Linked DNA regions of Mus musculus: regions 2 and 3 are each linked to region 1. A link is a contact called in public promoter capture Hi-C data. All regions are on one chromosome and are shown on one strand. The core of a region is the stretch at or near the end of the contact, and the rest is flanking DNA. Distances in the headings are between cores, read along the strand shown. Region 1 holds the start of Map2k1 (mitogen-activated protein kinase kinase 1). Region 2 holds the start of Tpm1 (tropomyosin 1, alpha). Region 3 holds the start of Usp3 (ubiquitin specific peptidase 3).

Region 1 (3,296 bases), core at 551-3,050:
GTCAGCAGAGAATGCAGGCTCTCCTGGAACTGGAGTGGTGGATAATTGGGAACCATCATGCAGGTGCTGGATATGAGCCTGGGCTCTCAGCAAGAGCAACATGTCCTCTTAATCACTGAGCCATGTCTCCAGCCCCTGAAACTGCATTTTTTTTCTGAATATGAACTATTGAGCTATTTGATAAATTCACATCTTATGCTCCAACAACCATCACAGAAAGACAGGATAAAACAATATTTGTTTATCTTGATGCTGATAGACTAAATGGGAAGTTGGTAGACTAAACCTAGAGTCTTTAAGGGGTGGGCAAGATAGACAGTGTCTCATGTGGCCCAGGTTAGGTCTGAAACTTGCTAGGTAGAGGAGGAACTTGCTAGGTAGCCTTCTGATCCTCCTGCCTCCGTTTGGTCAGTGCATGCCCCTCAATACCTATTTATGTCCTGGTGATTAAAAAAAAAAGATTTATCTGATTTATTATTATCATCATTTTAATTTTTCTTTTTTTTAAGATTATTCATTTATTATATGTAAGTACACTGTAGCTGTCTTCAGATACTCCAGAAGAGGGAGTCAGATCTCGTTACAGATGGTTATGAGCCACCATGTGGTTGCTGGGATTTGAACTCAGGACCTTTGGAAGAGCAGTCGGGTGCTCTTACCCACTGAGCCATCTCATCAGCCATTTTAGTTTTTCACGACAGGGTTTCTCTGTGTAGTCCTGGCTGTCTTGGAACTCACTCTGTAGACCAGGTTAGTCTCCAACTAGGGATTTCCACCTGTTTCTGCCTACCGAGTGCTGGGATTAAAAGTGTGTGCCTGACTTTATTTTTAATGATGTTTGTGTGTGTTTGGGTATGTACACAAGAGTACATGTACCCTCAGAGGCCAGAGGCATGGTATCCACTACAGCTGGAAGTTACAGGTGGTTGTGAGCTGCCCAAACACGAATGCAGGGAACCCAACTAGAGTCCTGTTAAAGCAAGAAACACCCTCAACTTCTGCGCTAGCTGTCCAGGCTACTCCAAACTTGACTTTGCCAAAAGGCTTAGAAAACGAAAAAGAGGATATGAGATTGGATACATTTAGGTCGGCTGACCCCATTAATTAGACTTCAATCTGCTCTCAAAATAGGCTTCACTAATTTACCACCTCTGCAGCACGGAGTTCTCAGCTGTGTACCTCCATTTTAGTAGAATTAAAATAGAAAAATCATGTCAGTTTAGTTTAAGGAGTCTCTTGACAAGTTTTCTTTTATTTTGAGACTGGGTCTCACAATGTATCCCTGGCTGTGTAGACCAAGCTGGCTTCGAATGCGTACACATCAGCCTGCCTCTGCCTCTTGTACTGGAATTAAAAATGTGCACTCCTGGCTTTTGTTCAATTTAGTTTGCTCTTACTCAATTCCGCTTGGCCTCAGGACACGAAAAGGGGTCCTTTTCTTATTTATTTTGTACTTTTGTCTGGGTCAAAATGACCCAGCCCAAGGGAGGAGAAGAGTTGAGATAAATAGGCCAAGCAGCCCCACTCAAAGGCAAGATGACCTGCGTGCAAGAACCTCGTACAGCAGCCACCTGGATACCGCTGGTCAGCAGAGGGCGCCCGGAAAGCCTCCCTTTAACTCCGCCCCAAGCCAATGCGCCGCGCCTCCCGTGACGTATTTCCGCGTCATCTGCCTCTGAGGCTAGTCCCCATTGGCTGTCGGCGAAGCGACGGGGGCGGAGTCAGGCGGGCGTGAGGGAAGCGCTGCAGCCCCCGTGGGGGCGGGGCCTGCTCGTTTCCCCGCCCCTCCCTCACCCTCCAGTCCCTCACTGGGACGTCTGTGCGCGGCGTCTCGGAGCGCCGGAGCAGCGGTGGCCGCACTTTCTCCAAGCTGGGGCTGTAGCTGAGCTGTGGGTAGTGCGCAGGGAGCCGTCCGAGCCCGAGGAACCGGTGTGCTGAGGCGAGAGTTCCCGGCCGGCGAGCGCGCGCAGCTGGTTCTCCGCGTGGGTTGGGCGGAGGGTCCCAGGAGCGCGGCGTTGATCGAGCCGCCCCGACTCTGGGCAGAGCCGAGGGAGGAAGCGAGAAGCGGCCGCGCGCTCCCTGCTGAGTTGCAGGCTCTTTCCCGGCTGCAAGATGCCCAAGAAGAAGCCGACGCCCATCCAGCTGAACCCGGCCCCCGATGGCTCGGCGGTTAACGGGACCAGCTCGGCCGAGTGAGTACCGGGAGTGGCCGGGAGGCCGCCACCGCCAGGCGAGGCTTCGTCACGTACGGCCCGGCTGGCGGGGGGCGAGGAACTCCGGCCGCCGGGCTATCAGTGACTAAGCACTGATTGGGTGCCTGACTCACATCGACCGTGCACCCTACAAGTCCCGATCCCCCTCTTTCCCAACAGTGTCTGTCGTCCCTGGCCACCGACATCAATCTTCGCCCAAGAAAACGAAACCTAATGCGTCCCCCCCTAGCTATTGCCTAAAGGGCATACTCTGGGATTCTGGCCTGTAACAAGACGCAGAGCAAATTCAGGTCGCTTCTCATTAACCTTTGAGACCTCCTCGGGGTCTGAGTGTGGACTTGGGATGGGTGAGCCCCATTTACTTTTGGTGCCTGACACCTGTGGGGCCTTGTGGCCGGTTGATCGCCTGGCCAGCGGGGGCGTGTGTTCACAGATTTCCCCATGGCTTTTCCCTGGTTCACTTTGGGGACTCCCTCATCCGTGGCCTTTTTCTTGAGAAGTACCTTGCTCGAGGGAGGAGTCTCTCTTCATCTGTCCGTTCATGCAACAGTTCATCCCCTCACCGGTTATTCTCCCAGCTTTGCTTAGTTGACCGGGAGCCGGAAATTGACTTGAGGCATAAGAACGATGACCAGGGAAACAAAGCCAAAGGTTGCTCGGTATCTGCAGGGGCCAGTGTTGCTTACAGACAGATAAGAGTTTATTTCATAAGGTGGGTTTCTGAGCCCACCTGTTGGGTTTCTTCTTCATCTTTCCCTGAGGTCAGGAGACTTGAGAGGTATCTGATAAAATGAAAGTAGCTTCAGGCATTCTGTCCTTTGGAGATTATTGTAACCCCCCTCCCTCCTTTCCCTAGATTTTAATAACTCAGGACCTGTTGGTATGGTTACTGTCATTGATACCTGCAGTAGTATCAATGGCAGGGCTGGTAGTGGTGGATTTGTGTGAGCATAGCCAGATTATTAAGACTTGCTTCAAACACATCTTTTCTTTAGGTCCTTGACATTGCCCTTGACGTTGGATTTGTAACATATGTCTTTGAGCAGCATAATTAGCATTTGTTCAGTGTGTATGTACAGCAGT
Region 2 (3,296 bases), core at 258-2,757, 2.8 Mb before region 1:
GGCCCCTTTCCCTCTGCAGAGATCAGGCTACAGATAGAACCATTTCCTTAGCTAATTTGTACCATGTTTTCAGCACCAGCATCCAAATGCCTTACAGAGAGAGACAACTCCCTGTAAGGATCCAAGCAAGGAAACTGGACTAACAAGATGGCTCAGCAGGTAAAGGAGCTTGCTATCAAGCACAAAGACCTGTGTTGGATTCTTTTTTTTTTTTTTTTTTTTTTTTTTTTTTTTTTTTTTTTTTTTTTTTTTAGATTTATTTATTTATTATATGCAAGTACACTGTAGCTGTCTTCAGACACTCCAGAAGAGGGCATCAGATCTCATTACGGGTGGTTGTGAGCCACCATGTGGTTGCTGGGATTTGAACTTCGGACCTTTGGAAGAGCAGTCGGGTGCTCTTACCCACTGAGCCATCTCACCAGCCCCCTGTGTTGGATTCTTAAAGAGTTGCTCTCTGACCTCTACAGTCCACCAAAGCACGAATGCACCTCCATGACCCCGCCCCCCAAATAAGTAACCGACTCTAGTAAAACATGCAAATGAATAAATGGAGGGAAGCTACAGCATTGAAGCTGTTACAAATCACAGCTGCCGATGACTAAAGACCAGACACACACACACACACACACACACACTCACACTCACACCACTGACTCCCACAGGGAAGAAAAACGCCTAGACCGCTACACACTGACACACTCCCTCTGCCCTTTCCAAAGCACAGCGCAGGCACTTTTGGGCCTTAAGTCCCTAAAGTATTTTACTACCCACCCCCAGTTTGGTGAAAAGACTCGAGACTGCCTGTGTGTCACTATGTCCACTATCAGGGGCAGAGAGACAGGGTCTCAGGAATGGCCCTCAAACCTTCCTCCACCTCTATTTCTCTGCTCTGGTTGAAATGTCCAGACCGTGAGAGCCCAGGACGACAACTGGTGAGTGGGCTGAGTGCTGCCACAAGGACCCAGCTGGGTACCGAGAGCTCCCAGGCCCAGAGGGGAGGGGCAGTGGCCGTGACTGGCAGCCCCCGGACCTTACAATGAGCAGCACCCCAGGACCTGGAGGCAGAGTGAGCCGGTGCGCACACACCACCTGCCCTATTCCGGGTGGTTCCGGGCAGGCTCTTCTGGGGACCTTGACCGCCAGACGATGGCTCTGAGAGGTGGCTAGAGACTCTCGCCCAGTGCCGGGCTCCTCTCCAGCGAGGTCCCGGCGCTCTTTCCCAGGCGTGCAGGTTTAGAAATAGGACGGCCTCGCCCGGCCGCGGCCTCGGAGGCTCGGGTCCCCATATATAGTCATATCCACCGTCAACTGGGAGGCCGGCAGGCGGCAGCGAATGGGCGTGCGGGCCCCCGCGGGAGGAGCGAGGAGGGGGCACGGGGCGGAGGCAGGAGACTGGGAAAGGGGGAAGGAGGAACAAGCTTTTCCAAAAAAGTATTGGCTGTCCTAAGGAATGCGGTCGCCCCCCTGGGAAAGTACATATCAGGGAGCAGCAGGCAGCTCCGCGCTCGCACTCCGGCTCTGCTACCCCACCGCGCTCGCGTCTCCTCTCGCTCCGCTGCCTAAGGGCCCCTCGCCACCGCCACCATGGACGCCATCAAGAAGAAGATGCAGATGCTGAAGCTCGACAAAGAGAACGCCTTGGATCGAGCTGAGCAAGCGGAGGCTGATAAGAAGGCGGCGGAAGACCGGAGCAAGCAGGTCTGCATTTATCCCCAACCTCCAATGCCCCAGCTTAGCGTGGGTCGCTCAGCCCCGGGACCCGAACTGGCTCCCTTTCCTCATCCCATCCCCAGCCAGGGTGTCCAGGGGCGCACGTTTAAAAAAGAAAAGGAGAAGCGCGAGAGTTAGACTGATTCTAACTTTTCTGTCTCGTCCGAGGACGCTCGTGGCCCTTCTCTGACTCCCACGGTCTGCGAGGTCCACTGAGCTTCTTCCCTAGAGAGGCTCTTGACTCTTAGGGTTGGGAATCAGTTTTGAAAGAGGAAGAGAGAAAGGATACAAGTTCCCGGGTTGCCTGGAGGGAAGGGTGGGGGAGCGGAGCAAGGCTCAAGTCCTAAGGTGTCCGAAGTTCTTTGGACTTTTTGGTTGGGGAGAAAGATCCCTCAACACGGGATGAAGACTTTGAAGGGAAGAGGAGGGAGTCACTGAATTATTTCCTAAGAACAAAGATGGGACAGAATGGGAGACACACGGAAAGCTAGCCAAACAAGGACATGTTTCGGCAGTCCCTCAAATTGAGAACCTGAGCTTGCTGTCCTCGGCCGGCCGGAGCGTGTGGTCCCGGGTTGGGGGGTGGTGTGCGAGATGAGTCACTGAGTGAGATCTCTGGGAGAGATATCTTAGGGTCCCTTGAGCCCCAAAGCAGCGATCCCTTAGCCCCAGGGCTCCAGCCAACCTGGCACCCATTTGTTATGTGTCTCCCACCCGGTCCATGCCGGCCGCCCGCGCCCGCTCGCCGCTACCCCAGCTCGAGGAGGACATCGCAGCGAAAGAGAAGCTGCTGCGGGCGTCGGAGGACGAGCGGGACCGGGTGCTAGAGGAGCTGCACAAGGCGGAGGACAGCCTCCTGGCTGCCGACGAGACCGCCGCCAAGGTACCCCGGGCGCGCGGCGAGGCACTGCACACGAATGGCTAACTCTTTCTCTTTCTCTCTCCCTCCCTGTCTTTCCCTCTCTCTCTCTCTCCCGCTGTCCCTGTCCTTTATGGTCTATGCACCCTCAACCCGCACCTTGCGGGATCACGCTGCCTGCCGCACCCCACCCCCTCCCCCTTCCCCCCTCCCCGTACTCCACTGCCAACTCCCAGCTGGAAGATGAGCTGGTGTCACTGCAAAAGAAACTCAAGGGCACTGAAGATGAACTGGACAAATACTCCGAGGCTCTCAAAGATGCCCAGGAGAAACTGGAGCTGGCGGAGAAAAAGGCCACAGATGTAAGTGCACGCTCACACTGCCTCCCTCACCTCCTGTCCGTGTGGCCACTCTGGGGGGCGGGGGGCCACCACAGGGGCTGCAGAGCAAAGGAAGAGGGCGAACCTCCTCCTGCAGGGACACCTGCACACAGCCTGGCCGTGGCCCAGAGCACTGGATGCCGCCTCTACTGCTGCTCACGTTTCATTTTTATTCCGTCCTTTCCCTTTTTCTCTTTTTCCTCTTCTTTACCTCCTCCCCTTTGGTTGGAGGTGGGTGGGTACGAAGCTGGGAGCTGAAAAGGGTGAAGCTGGAGGTGAACTTCGCCTCCTGCTGGTATAAAACCTCTGAGGTGTATGTCATCACCAAGGTCTGTGCAAAACAG
Region 3 (3,296 bases), core at 535-3,034, 2.3 Mb before region 1:
TTTGAAAAACGTTTCTCAGAGGTTGAAAAGAACTACATACTAGTAGGAAAGACAGCGTGGGTCAGGCTCCACACTGAATGAGGGGCTGTGGGTTCACTGAATGAGGGTCAGTGCCCAGAGGACTCTGAGAAGGTTGCTTGAGAAAGACTTGTGAAACAAATAGATGGAAGAGACTGAATAGGGTTCAGATACTGTTTATTCTCCTCTCTCGTCCCAAGGAAGCAGTCATCTCCTTTTTTTTTTTTTTAATAAGAAAAACAAACCTTATCTGTTAATTACTACAGGTTAGGAATTCACACAGATAAGTACTGTTTTGCCAGTGGATAGGCGAGGAAAAAGAGTCGAGAGGACTAGCTAAGGTTTGCCATGAAGTACCTGCCAGAGCTGATCTGAACAACTTTCCACAATTTCTCACCATCAAAACCCGTCCAAGCCTTGTTTTGACAGCAATCATATACAACTTGGGGAAGTGGTAGAGTTGCTTGGACTGAGGAATCTGAAATACCACCCTGGGCAGAGATGTCCTAGGTGGGTGGACACTATCAGGCAGAAGGCTACAGGGTGCAGTAGTGGGGTGTACGGAAGTGGCTTAAGGGGTGCTAGAGGCGTGCACTTCAGGGAGGTGCCCAGTGCTAACTAACCACTATCCGGCCCAGCCAGTTAATCATTTCCTGACCTTTCCTTTCCTGCCCCATGGATTGGCACATTGTTCTTCCCTCTCCACTTGCTTGTCAGGGGATGAAGGAAAGAAGCCCCTTTACCAGGTTAAACACCACCAACCAAACAAAGAAAGAAAGCCCAACTTTGGAGGCTAGATTTGTGGGAGCCCCAGATATCCTCAAGGCAGAGAATGTGAGGTGGCAGGCTCTCTACCTCTAGACGCTCCTCCTGTCTTCTTCACTTCTTTCTAGAGAGAGATTTGAAGCGGGGGGGGGGGGGGTGCGGGGGTCCAATCTTCCTAAAGCAAATTATACTCTTGGTTTCACTTTTTGTTAAAAAGGGGACCGTAGCAGCAGCTTGAGAGGGTGTTTTGAGGATTAAATGAGGTGTGGTATGCAAAGTGCCTGGCTGGGAGCCAGGTGGGCTTCTAACAAATGTTACACTGCCTCTTTTTATTACCTAGCACCCGCGACCTTGTACAGCAAACTGGATTATTTCGTTCAACTTCAAGAGGTATAGGTATGAAAATACCCACAATGGGCAGGAGATATCAGTGAGTCATAACGGCATGGCGTGGACCCCGAACACAGGCGTTCCGGTGGGCCCAGCCGTGCAGTATCCCGGTGACACACTCAGGCCAGAGTTCAGAACTCAGAACAGTTCCGGACCCCGCCTGCTACCGGGAGAACACGAAAGTCAGGACTGTTCTGGGCTCTTTGCAGCCGGCTGGGCCATCGAGGGCCACGCCCCAAAAGTCTGTTTCTTCCTGTGTAAAATGGGGCTTCAATGCACGTCGGTGTGAGTGGTTTTCATTTTCCGTACTCTTTGCGGTGTGGTCACATATTCTACCTCGCTGTTGTAGCCAACTCACTGCAGTAGAAGCAGCGGTCCCGACCGCTCTGCCCCGGATGAGTACCCACACTTGTCGGGTTCCCAAGAATCGGCTGCAGCGGCCGGGGGCAGATTTCGGAAAGTCACTTCACATCCCCGTAGGACTTTACACTAGCTGCTAGCACTGGGTGAGCACCAATGCCCCGCCCACTGACTAGTGTGGGGGCGGGGCCCGGGCTGGCCTGGGGGCGTAACCAGCAGGGTGGGCGGGGCCGCCGGAGAAGGCGGAAGCCTACTGTCCCTGGGCGGCGGCAGAACCAGGAGTCCGGATTTTCACGTTCTCCGGAGCGGGGCGCCGGGAGACGGCGGATGGCAAAACCCGGCGCCCGGAAGCCCTTGCTTTCTTTGACGCAAAGGCTCGGGACCCAGAAGCCGCCGTCTGCCCAGTGCCGGGTCAGAAGCGACCCCAGACGGAGCCTCTGAAGTCCCTCCGCCCCAGAGCCTCGGCTGTCCCCGCCGCCGTCCTCGTGGCCATGGAGTGTCCGCACCTCAGCTCCAGCGTCTGCATCGCCCCGGACTCAGCCAAGTTCCCCAACGGCTCCCCGTCGTCCTGGTGCTGCAGCGGTGAGTGCGGCTCTGGGGCTGGCCGGCCGCGCACCCGAGGTCCCGGCTCTGGCCCGGGCCTTGCCGTCGAAGGGCCGCGGGTGCGGGGCAGCGCGCGGCCTCGTTGGGGGGGGGGGGAGGCTGAGGGGAGCAAGCGGGCCCGGCGCGCGGGGCGAGGGGACGCGGCGCGGCGCGGCGGGCGCGGTGGCGGCTCCTTTGTTTCGCGCGGCCCGACGGCCGGGCCGGCTGAGGAGAGGCCCGCGGGGGCCTGAGGCGAGCGCGCAGCGGCGGGATGACGCGGCGGCTCGCACCCCAAGGCTCCGCGAACCTAAGGGCCGGCTCCGCGCGCGGCCGCACGTGTGGCGGGGTCGGGCTCGCGGTCCCCCGTGGGCCGGACAGGCAAAGCGCCGCTCTGCGGGCGCAGCTTTGTCTGGACTGCCGGCGCGCGAGCCCCTTTGGGTTGCGTTTCCTCGGGTTCCCACAGGCTCCTGCCTCCCCCGCAGCCCCTGAGCGGACTGCGCTGGGGGCTGCTCACCTCGGAGTCTCTCTTCAGCCTGTGAGGGTGAAGTTTGAAAACAGGCTGCGGGCTCCGAAAGCTCCGGAGAAGGCAGCCAACAGCTGCTTTGGAGGGGCGGCTCGAGGTTGGGTGTTTTGGGTTTTTTTGTTTTTTTTTGTTTTGCCTTTCGAAGATTGTTCCGAGGCAGTTTTTCGGGTTGGCAGGGATTTCGTTGGGAATTCCCGAGTGCGTGTAAGACACTTCGTAGGTTTATGTTATGCCTTCGAGTTGCTTAAGCGTTAACTCCTTCTGCTTCCTTGGAAGCCCCGGTGCCCTCTCATTGTCTGCCGGGACTTAAGGTCGGACGGGCCACCCGGCTTTGATTACTTCCTGGTAGGGCCCTGGTGCCGACGCTGGTCTTTGTTTATGAGCTTTAAGATTATCACTGGCAGCTTGGGCTGTAGTGTAAAATGTGAATCGTGTGCATCAGAAATCAAGTTCATCTGCAAGGCTGAAAAGACGGTGGGACGATTCAGCAGAGTGGTCTTTCAGCCTGGGTTGGATTGGAGCTAGGAAGGTAGTTTAGGGACTGCTTTAATACTTTTGACGTACTACTTCTTCAAAGGGGATTATATTCTTGAAGCAAAATATACGGGGTAACACAAGGAAAACTGTCCTCCAGGATAAGGAATAGAAATAACTGCAG

What was found. Promoter capture Hi-C pulls out the DNA fragments that hold promoters and counts their contacts. Capture Hi-C pulls out chosen DNA fragments and counts their contacts.
Region 2: a contact with region 1 is called in a promoter capture Hi-C map of adipose tissue, with 4 times the contacts expected there. The contact joins the promoter of Tpm1 here to the promoter of Map2k1 in region 1. A contact is called at or near these places in 1 of 39 promoter capture datasets (pre-B cells) and 2 of 9 other capture datasets (adipose tissue and liver).
Region 3: a contact with region 1 is called in a promoter capture Hi-C map of erythroid cells, with 21 times the contacts expected there. The contact joins the promoter of Usp3 here to the promoter of Map2k1 in region 1. A contact is called at or near these places in 2 of 39 promoter capture datasets (erythroid cells and liver).

Annotation. Positions count from the first base shown.
Region 1 is chr9:64,252,109-64,255,404 of GRCm38.p6, reverse strand. It overlaps Map2k1 (mitogen-activated protein kinase kinase 1), which reads left to right and starts at 1,800. Exons shown (of 11, transcript NM_008927.4): 1 at 1,800-2,192. The coding sequence starts at 2,113.
Region 2 is chr9:67,047,424-67,050,719 of GRCm38.p6, reverse strand. Tpm1 (tropomyosin 1, alpha) reads left to right here and starts at 1,507. Exons shown (of 10, transcript NM_001164248.1): 1 at 1,507-1,701; 2 at 2,809-2,934. The coding sequence starts at 1,588.
Region 3 is chr9:66,591,603-66,594,898 of GRCm38.p6, reverse strand. Usp3 (ubiquitin specific peptidase 3) reads left to right here and starts at 1,784. Exons shown (of 15, transcript NM_144937.4): 1 at 1,784-2,115. The coding sequence starts at 2,025.